2 separate regions of the Dromaius novaehollandiae genome follow, and region 1 is linked to region 2. The links are chromatin contacts, called in public Hi-C maps. All regions are on one chromosome and are shown on one strand. The core of a region is the stretch at or near the end of the contact, and the rest is flanking DNA. Distances in the headings are between cores, read along the strand shown. Region 1 overlaps ZNF516 (zinc finger protein 516). Region 2 has its middle 60 kb from the start of ZNF236.

Evidence for each region. Hi-C and Micro-C count contacts between places; a contact is called where the count stands out from the background.
Region 1: a contact with region 2 is called in a Hi-C map of ovary, with 2.3 times the contacts expected there. The contact joins two enhancer-like sites. A contact is called at or near these places in 2 of 4 Hi-C or Micro-C datasets (brain and ovary).

Annotation. Positions count from the first base shown.
Region 1 is chr2:106,646,226-106,650,078 of bDroNov1.hap1, reverse strand. It overlaps ZNF516 (zinc finger protein 516), which reads right to left. Exons shown (of 6, transcript XM_026100724.2): 3 at 1-219. Among named protein-coding and RNA genes, the nearest start is that of ZNF516, 87 kb to the right of the region's middle. Within about 2 kb of position 2,063, at least 2 of the 2 cell types and tissues checked have open chromatin away from gene starts, as enhancers often do.
Region 2 is chr2:106,483,367-106,486,985 of bDroNov1.hap1, reverse strand. No RefSeq gene overlaps it. Among named protein-coding and RNA genes, the nearest start is that of ZNF236, 60 kb to the right of the region's middle. Within about 2 kb of position 2,090, at least 2 of the 2 cell types and tissues checked have open chromatin away from gene starts, as enhancers often do.

The DNA.
Region 1 (3,853 bases), core at 814-3,313, 160 kb before region 2:
GCATCTTTACATCTGCAGGATCTTTCAGATTGTGGTATTTCGAAAAGGGCTCCTTGGTAACATTCCCCAGTGCAGACACTAATGCTGGTATCTCTGGTTTAGACTCATTGGCATCATTTTCTCTGGCATTGTGGCTTCCCAGCTTTGGAAGTCCATCCACCTGAGATGTTGCCATATGTGTCTCCTCTTCAGAAAAATTGCAATGGTATGGCTTTTCATCTGAATGGGATAAACAAAAAACATCATTATCATTTTATGTAGACAGGAGCACAAAACACAAAGCAAAATTCAAGGCTGAAATAAAATACAAGGAGAAAAAGCAAACTCCAGTATTAGTATCATAATGACATACTACAAACTAAATGTACAGTATAAGCAAGAAAATCACAGAAGACACAACAGTTCAATTTACTTTTAAAGATCACTGTGAAGTCTGGATAAACTCCCTAATGCTGCATGCTTGTGACATTTTAAAGAAAGAACAATTCAGTAATATACTCATGTTAAAATCTGAGAGTGCAAAAAAAATAAACAAATATGCAGCCATTTAATGCTTTAACAAAAGCAAAGATAATGGAGCCAGATAAGACTGACCTAGTTAAAGGTCTGTCAGCGTTTCCATTACAAGCCCCTATTTTCAAAGGGTTTATAACTCAGCAATAAAAACTGGCTCCACACTGAAACCAAGCATATAAGCAGATACAGCATACAGAATAAATTGCTCACTTAACAGAGACTTTTGTAGTGGCCCAATATAAAAGATGAGTTATGGGGAACGTAAATTTTGAATTTTCTGTCTGTTAGTTTAAAGCAGATACATTTTTATTTTAACATACGTTTGAGTCAAACTTAGGTAAAGTTTATGACTGCTCAGTCCACTGAGAGACAGGGAATTCAATATTTTTGACTATTTACCTCACAGAATTCAAACCAGATTTTCAAATCTTTCCATTTTCTTCTTCTCTTCTCAGCTCTCCTGAGTAATTTTATCTAACACACATCCTAGAAAGGCAGCATACTGGGCAGTAATTAAAGCAGTTTGGGGGAAACAGAACAGTTTGATTTGTTTTGCTCAGCACACAGCTAACCTCCGCCAGCTCTCACAACACCGATCTCTCAGAGCTGCTGATAAAGTCGTTGAATCCCTCCAAATCAGTTCACAAATCAATTCCACTGAGATTTTCATCACAGCAGTAATGCTTACTTCACTGAATCCATTTAACATGTAACTGAATTGAATCATCTGACAAACTTTCAGTTTCAATTAACATGCAGTTAATGAGCCACTGCCAGGCAAGTGTAAGGAGACTATGTTCCATCGAAAATGTCACCAGTCCAAAGTGATCACCACATCTGCAGAATGGGAAAGGAGTGAACTGCTCTGTAGCTGCATATCCTCTTGCATCAACTCATAAAAGCCAGTGCTTCAGAAAATCAAGTACTGCTCTTTAATAGAAGGCAGTGCCATAGGCATTGCTCTAAACTGCACAATGGAAGAAGTATGTCTTCAGCTGAAGTTTCACTGCAAATAAAGTCTATTTAACCTCACTTTCAATTCAAGCAAAAAATTCCTAAGCTTTTGTTTAATTCGAGGTAATTAGGTTAAAAATAACCCATAGATTTGCAGTCTTGGAGGGCTGAACGCTCACTCTGCTCAGATCATTTTCGTTTCAAAGTCTCTAAAGGGATAACGTCAGGGTTAAAAAAAAAGACTAACATCTTTCTCGTGCTGCAGGGGGCAAGGCCTTGGGAAAGCACATGCTCGGCACTACTAGTTAAATTTACAGTTTGAAACAAAGACACTGCATGCAGTAGTGAAATCTGACACTGCACATCTGTGTTATTTTCAAAGCACATCTGTCAAAGCCCAAAATATTTGTGCTCTTAAATAAGATTTCAAGGCTTCTCTTTACGATCACAAGGAGTGGGTCCTTTGATCACCGTAGTAAATAATAAAGTAAAGCAAAAACAAATCATTCAATCGTGGCAGCGTTCAATGGAGACTGAACCAATCTACGGGCTAAATGGAGCACAATGCACAAAAAAGGGGAGGTCTGAAAGCAGGGCGAGCCTTGTTCTCAGGGCCTACGGAGCCGGGAAACGCTGGCGACGAGGCTGGACTGCACAGTTATGATGAATGAGCACACTGAGAGCAGTCAGCGATTCCCAGGCAGCTTTGTGCAAGTCCGATACTTCTAGATGCATTGCGACTTTGTCAGAACCTACATACCGTGCCATTGTGGCAAAGATGACTGAACTGAGCTGATGAGGAGGCAGCAACGTAATCAGTTTAGGTTTGGACTCAGGAGAGGAGGAGGACAGACAGACTGTTGCTCTGTATGCTTTTGACAACTGCATGTACAAGGCTTTGGACTGGAACTGCAAACCTGCAGACGGCAATGGTTCTTTTAGCCATTTTGGTTAAGTGCAGCTGTCAAAGAAAAGGGCATTTTCCAGGTGGAAAATGTAGCACAGAATAGGGAAAATACATGTAGGCAGTTATGAGGTAAATGTGGACACAGCCTGTAATTGCCACAATGCAGAAGTCATATTTTAAGTTCAATATATGAAAAATTGTAAGGTTATTACAAAATGCAGCTTCTAACATCTCTTAGCAGTGTCTTATCAGATTCATCTCCTCTGCCGTCTCACACGCACAGTAGTTAACACACTAGAAATGACTCTAAAAGCTCAGATCAGGAGCCTCAGCAGAAGTATTTATATTAATTGTTCAAGCTCCACTCCTAGCAAAAAAGCCCATACAGGATCTGGATAGATACACTTTTCACCTCCAGGCCTGAGCACACTTTTTTGCCAGTACTAAGCACACCAAGCCAAAGCTTTTCCCTAGCCCTAGCCTACTTCTCACCAGGTACTCGACGCCCCAGATACCAACAACCAGACCAAAATGCTGCAGTGTACTGGGCAGCCCAGGGTGGGCTGCGATGAAGGCAAAAGCAAGAGGAGACAGTACGTGATCTGATAATATAGTCAGAGCCTTTTTAGAAAAATAGTTTAAATTTATTTCTACTTGCTCCCAGCCGCTTACCCCAGCTGAAAAGGGGTACTAACGATCCATTTAAATCACTGGTATAAAATATTGCTTCAACTAGTGCAATGCAGGCATTACTGTCACCAGAAACTTTTGAGATTTTATTATGGCCAGGTCAAAGCAAAAAGCCATGAATGGGATGCCTTTTGCATGATCTCCAGGGACTATAACTCACACTCCCCATTGAAAGAGTTCTTGGCTAAGCATTCTCTCACTTTTCCTTCAGTCCCTTTCATCTTCCCATTTCTATCTTAATTCCTTTGTTTCTTATCCAAAACAGCCGTGCTACCCGCTGTACTTAAAAGCACCTATCTCACTCTTACCACATCACAGAAGGGTTACAGTTTTTTGTGTGTCACTGATAACCAGTCAGCAATTAAACTGGAGGAATTCAGGAAGGCACACAGGTAGGGGGCAGCTGCTGACCTCATCTCACACCTTCAGTTTGGACTGAGCTTCAAATACTGATGGCATCCCAAAGCAGGGCAAAGCAGGGCAGTATAAAACACTGAACTTCATGGGAAGTCCAGGTCTAGAAGTGTAAGAACATTTACGGATTTGACTGGTTCTTCAGAAACACACATAATTGCCATCACTTACGCATCTTACACAAGCAGATAAAAATTAATTCCCTTTCCCCCTCTTTCCCCCTCTCATATGCATAAACTCCAGTTGTTTCCTCCCCAGCTCTGTCCACCACTAACCCAAAATTCAGAACGGGTTGCACAGCTGTTTTAATTCACGAGGCTTCCTATAAAGTAAACCAGACTAGAAGACCGAGGACAATGCAACCATGCTTTC
Region 2 (3,619 bases), core at 841-3,340:
GGGGAGAATGTAGGAGGAGGCTAACCATAGACAGGAGATCCCTCACTAGAAGGAAGTAGTCCTTTCCTTAGTGTGGATAACCATCCATGTATACAGAGTTTTTACTATTCCACAGACAATGCTCCTCAATTTATGTTCAGCTTATTGATTAATAAAAGAAATTCTAGAGCTCCAAACCACAAATAAAATAATTGCAGCCTCCATAAAAGTCGTGTTCTCCAGAAGACAAAGTAGAACTTCACCAAAGCACCATCTAGTGACAGTGAAAGATGTCCACCAGAACCGAGCTCAGGCTTTTCAAATCTGTTGATGTTTCACAGTCCAACCACTCATAAAGACCTGCACCTTCCCAGCCTCTGGTATAGTCAAAATCTTTTGGCACAACTGCAGTTATGCAGATGTGAAGTACTCATACATCACAGGCTTTCTGTGAGCAAGGGAACAGGACATATTTGTATGTAGGAAACTCTCTGAATTTGGGAAGGTATCATCTCAGTAATTTTAATAGAAAAATCACTAATTGAGTCAAAATAATTGCCATATTTAGCCATATTTAGGTGCCCAAAGAGAAGAGGCCTGACTTGCCAAGAAGCTGCAAATCTCCTTGATGTCAGTGGCAACTGTGTGCTTCCGACAGCTTTGACAATCTGATCATTTTCAACTAAGCACCTTAAGTATGGTGTGAAGAATCTAGCTGTGGGAATCAACACTTTCAAAATCTGGGCTTACATATGGGAGTAACATGATGGCTGCCTGCTTATTCTAGCAAGATGTAGAAAAAATTAATGGAAAGTTAGTACCATCTAAGTGGACTTCTGCAATGTGTTTGCTATAGGCAGTAAACATTTACTTGTCTTTTGAGGCCATTAATTTTATATATGTGGAAAGGTTAGCTGAGACAAGATGCTTTTTATAAACCATCTGGGCAATAAGGACACTGTTCCATGAGTTCTTGGTATAACGTCTCCATTGTTTTGGATGTCTCAAAAGTAGAATTTTGGAGGATTGCCAAAACCAGAGGGAGAGTCTATTTTTAAAGAGAGATTATTACTAAGCATATTCAGTCTCTGACCTGGACTTTTCTTTCACTCTCCCTAAAATTATTTCTTTCAATGATGTCTTTATTTAGAATTCTAACTCTTTAAAATTAAGATTCTGTGTTTATATGGGTGTCTGTCATACCAAATTTAGCATAGTGATTAAAGAAAGGGTATTTATTTTATTTTATTTTATTTTATTTTATTTTATTTTATTTTATTTTATTTTATTTTAACACCTCATTTGGCAATCTCCACTTGAACAAAGAAAGAAAACCTTCTCAAGCAAACTAACGCCTACAAATAAAATGTTGCTAATGTCTTTGGTCATAAGACAGGATGTAGAATACCCTCATGTTTCCATGCAGTTGCTTGCAACACAATGCACTTTTATATGATGATTTTACTTTAGAAAACTTATGCAAAGATGGAACTGTCTTACAGACTACCACTGGTCCCATGACTCTGGGAGTATTAGTAGAATATACAGTTCCAATAAAATATATATTAATTTTTGTTACTGAAATAAACAAAGACAACCCTAAATTTATTAAGGACTGATGACATGAAGTAAAATGGCACTATTTTTGCAGTCGCTATTCTCACAGGATTTTTACTTTAAGCAGAGACAATAAGCAGCCAACACGCTACATGTGAGCTCTGCTTGGCACTGAGGAGCCACCATCATTTATGTCACTGCATAATTCTCCCATACTGTATCCCTGACCAATTAAAATACACAAATATCAAATAACGCTTAAAAATGTCTTAAAGTTGAAAAACAAAATCCCATGACAGCAGCTCCGGATGCAACACTGAAATACTAAAAGGGAACAAAGTAAGGAGAAAGCATTCTGACTCTATATCCCAGCGATTCGAGATATCAAAAATCACCAGATCTTATTGAGCCTGAAGGAGCTGATGGTGGGTTTTTTTTATTATTTCTGCTCTTCCTGTTTAATCCCACAAGCTGTTGACTGCTGAGTTCAGACTCCCCATGCTGCTGTTGTAAAAACTGGCAGACGTCACTACAGAAAGCTTCCTTGACTGGACAGCAGCAGTTAAACTTGCCAAATGTTACCCAATAAGGAAGCTTGCGTATCGGGCTCTGTGTACTGGGGGAAGCTAAAGCAGAGCCAAAGAGAAGGAGGGGGAAGGGAAGGGAAGCTTGAAAGATTTCAGACCATTGAGACAAATACAGAGAATGGAAACAAAACGTTTTATTTGTTTGTAAGGTCGCTGCCCTCAGCTGGAACACAGATTTTGGAAGAGTATTAGAGGAAAAGTTTAATCTCATGCAAGCACTAGCTAAAGCATGTTTAAATTCTGTTTATGAAGCAGTTTAAATTTGGGCAATGGGAGTTAAGAAACTGTAACATTTGTCCAGTATATTGCAGAAATAATAGCAGCCAAAGTTTGGGCATAATCCTTTCTCAACCCTCCACCCCACCCCAAACCTCCAAATAAAGTGACCTAGGCAACACCCAAATCCGGAATCTGTTAAAATGCCTATATTTACTGCTACGAAGAGTGATGTAGAAGAGTTGCTGGACTTAAAAAAAATTATTTTCATAGGCCTTTAGCTTAAACCTAAAATACATGTGAATGTTAGAGTGGTCAGGCTTGTCACAGAGCAATAAAATACAAGGCATTTTCTCTCTGGCACATCTTTGGTTTCTTTCTGAACAGCTTGATTCAGTCAGATAATTCTGCTCACAGTTATATCTATTTAGTCTTGGAGTAATGCCCCTAAATTCAGTGGTATTATATGGATTTACATTGCTTAAAAGAGAGGGAAATATGTGTATTACATCACTAGGGTTACTCTAGCAGTGAATTTGGCCCAGAATGTGCAGCTACTGTGCTACATTATTTAACCGCTATTGAGATGGGACAAAAACAGCCATAGCAGCAGAGACCATAATATAGCAAATATCAAATACTTTTTCTTTTCAGCATTTCCATAAATGTTCTTTCTCTCTTTGCCTCTCTTCCCATACATGTGGGTGGTTATCTTTAAGGACGCGATATACTGCAGACACACAACACACGTAGTCATAACTTAGAAGGGTTGGAGGGAAGATGTTATTGTGTGCCCAATATTAAAAGGAGAAACAGCCCTCTGAACTAATGCTTTTGCAGTATTCCCTGCAAACTCCATTACCTCTTTGCTGTGTGAGTATGTGTGTGTTGTGTTTATATATTCACACTCCCTTTGGGTGTCAGCTGGTTAAAAACATTTGTTTGCGGGTTCATGACACCTACAGATAGATCCCTTGCTTATTTAAGTGCATATGATTTTGCATAGAATTAATGTGAACAATGCATATACAACAAACAAAGAATGCAGCCGTAGATTCTGAACAGTATGGCACAAGCCAGCTCAATCTAATACATTGTTTTGGAGTGTCATGCTGGGGAGGTAGGAGAAAAGGCCCGTTCCATTGTAAGCAAAAGATGTCAATTCAATCACAAGCAGCTCGTCATTAAGATGTTCTTCTCGGGTGGTAGCACGGCCCAGTATTTTTTAAAAATGCAGAATGAAGTAGTCTGAAAATAATCTGATGAGTCAGAAGTGGCTG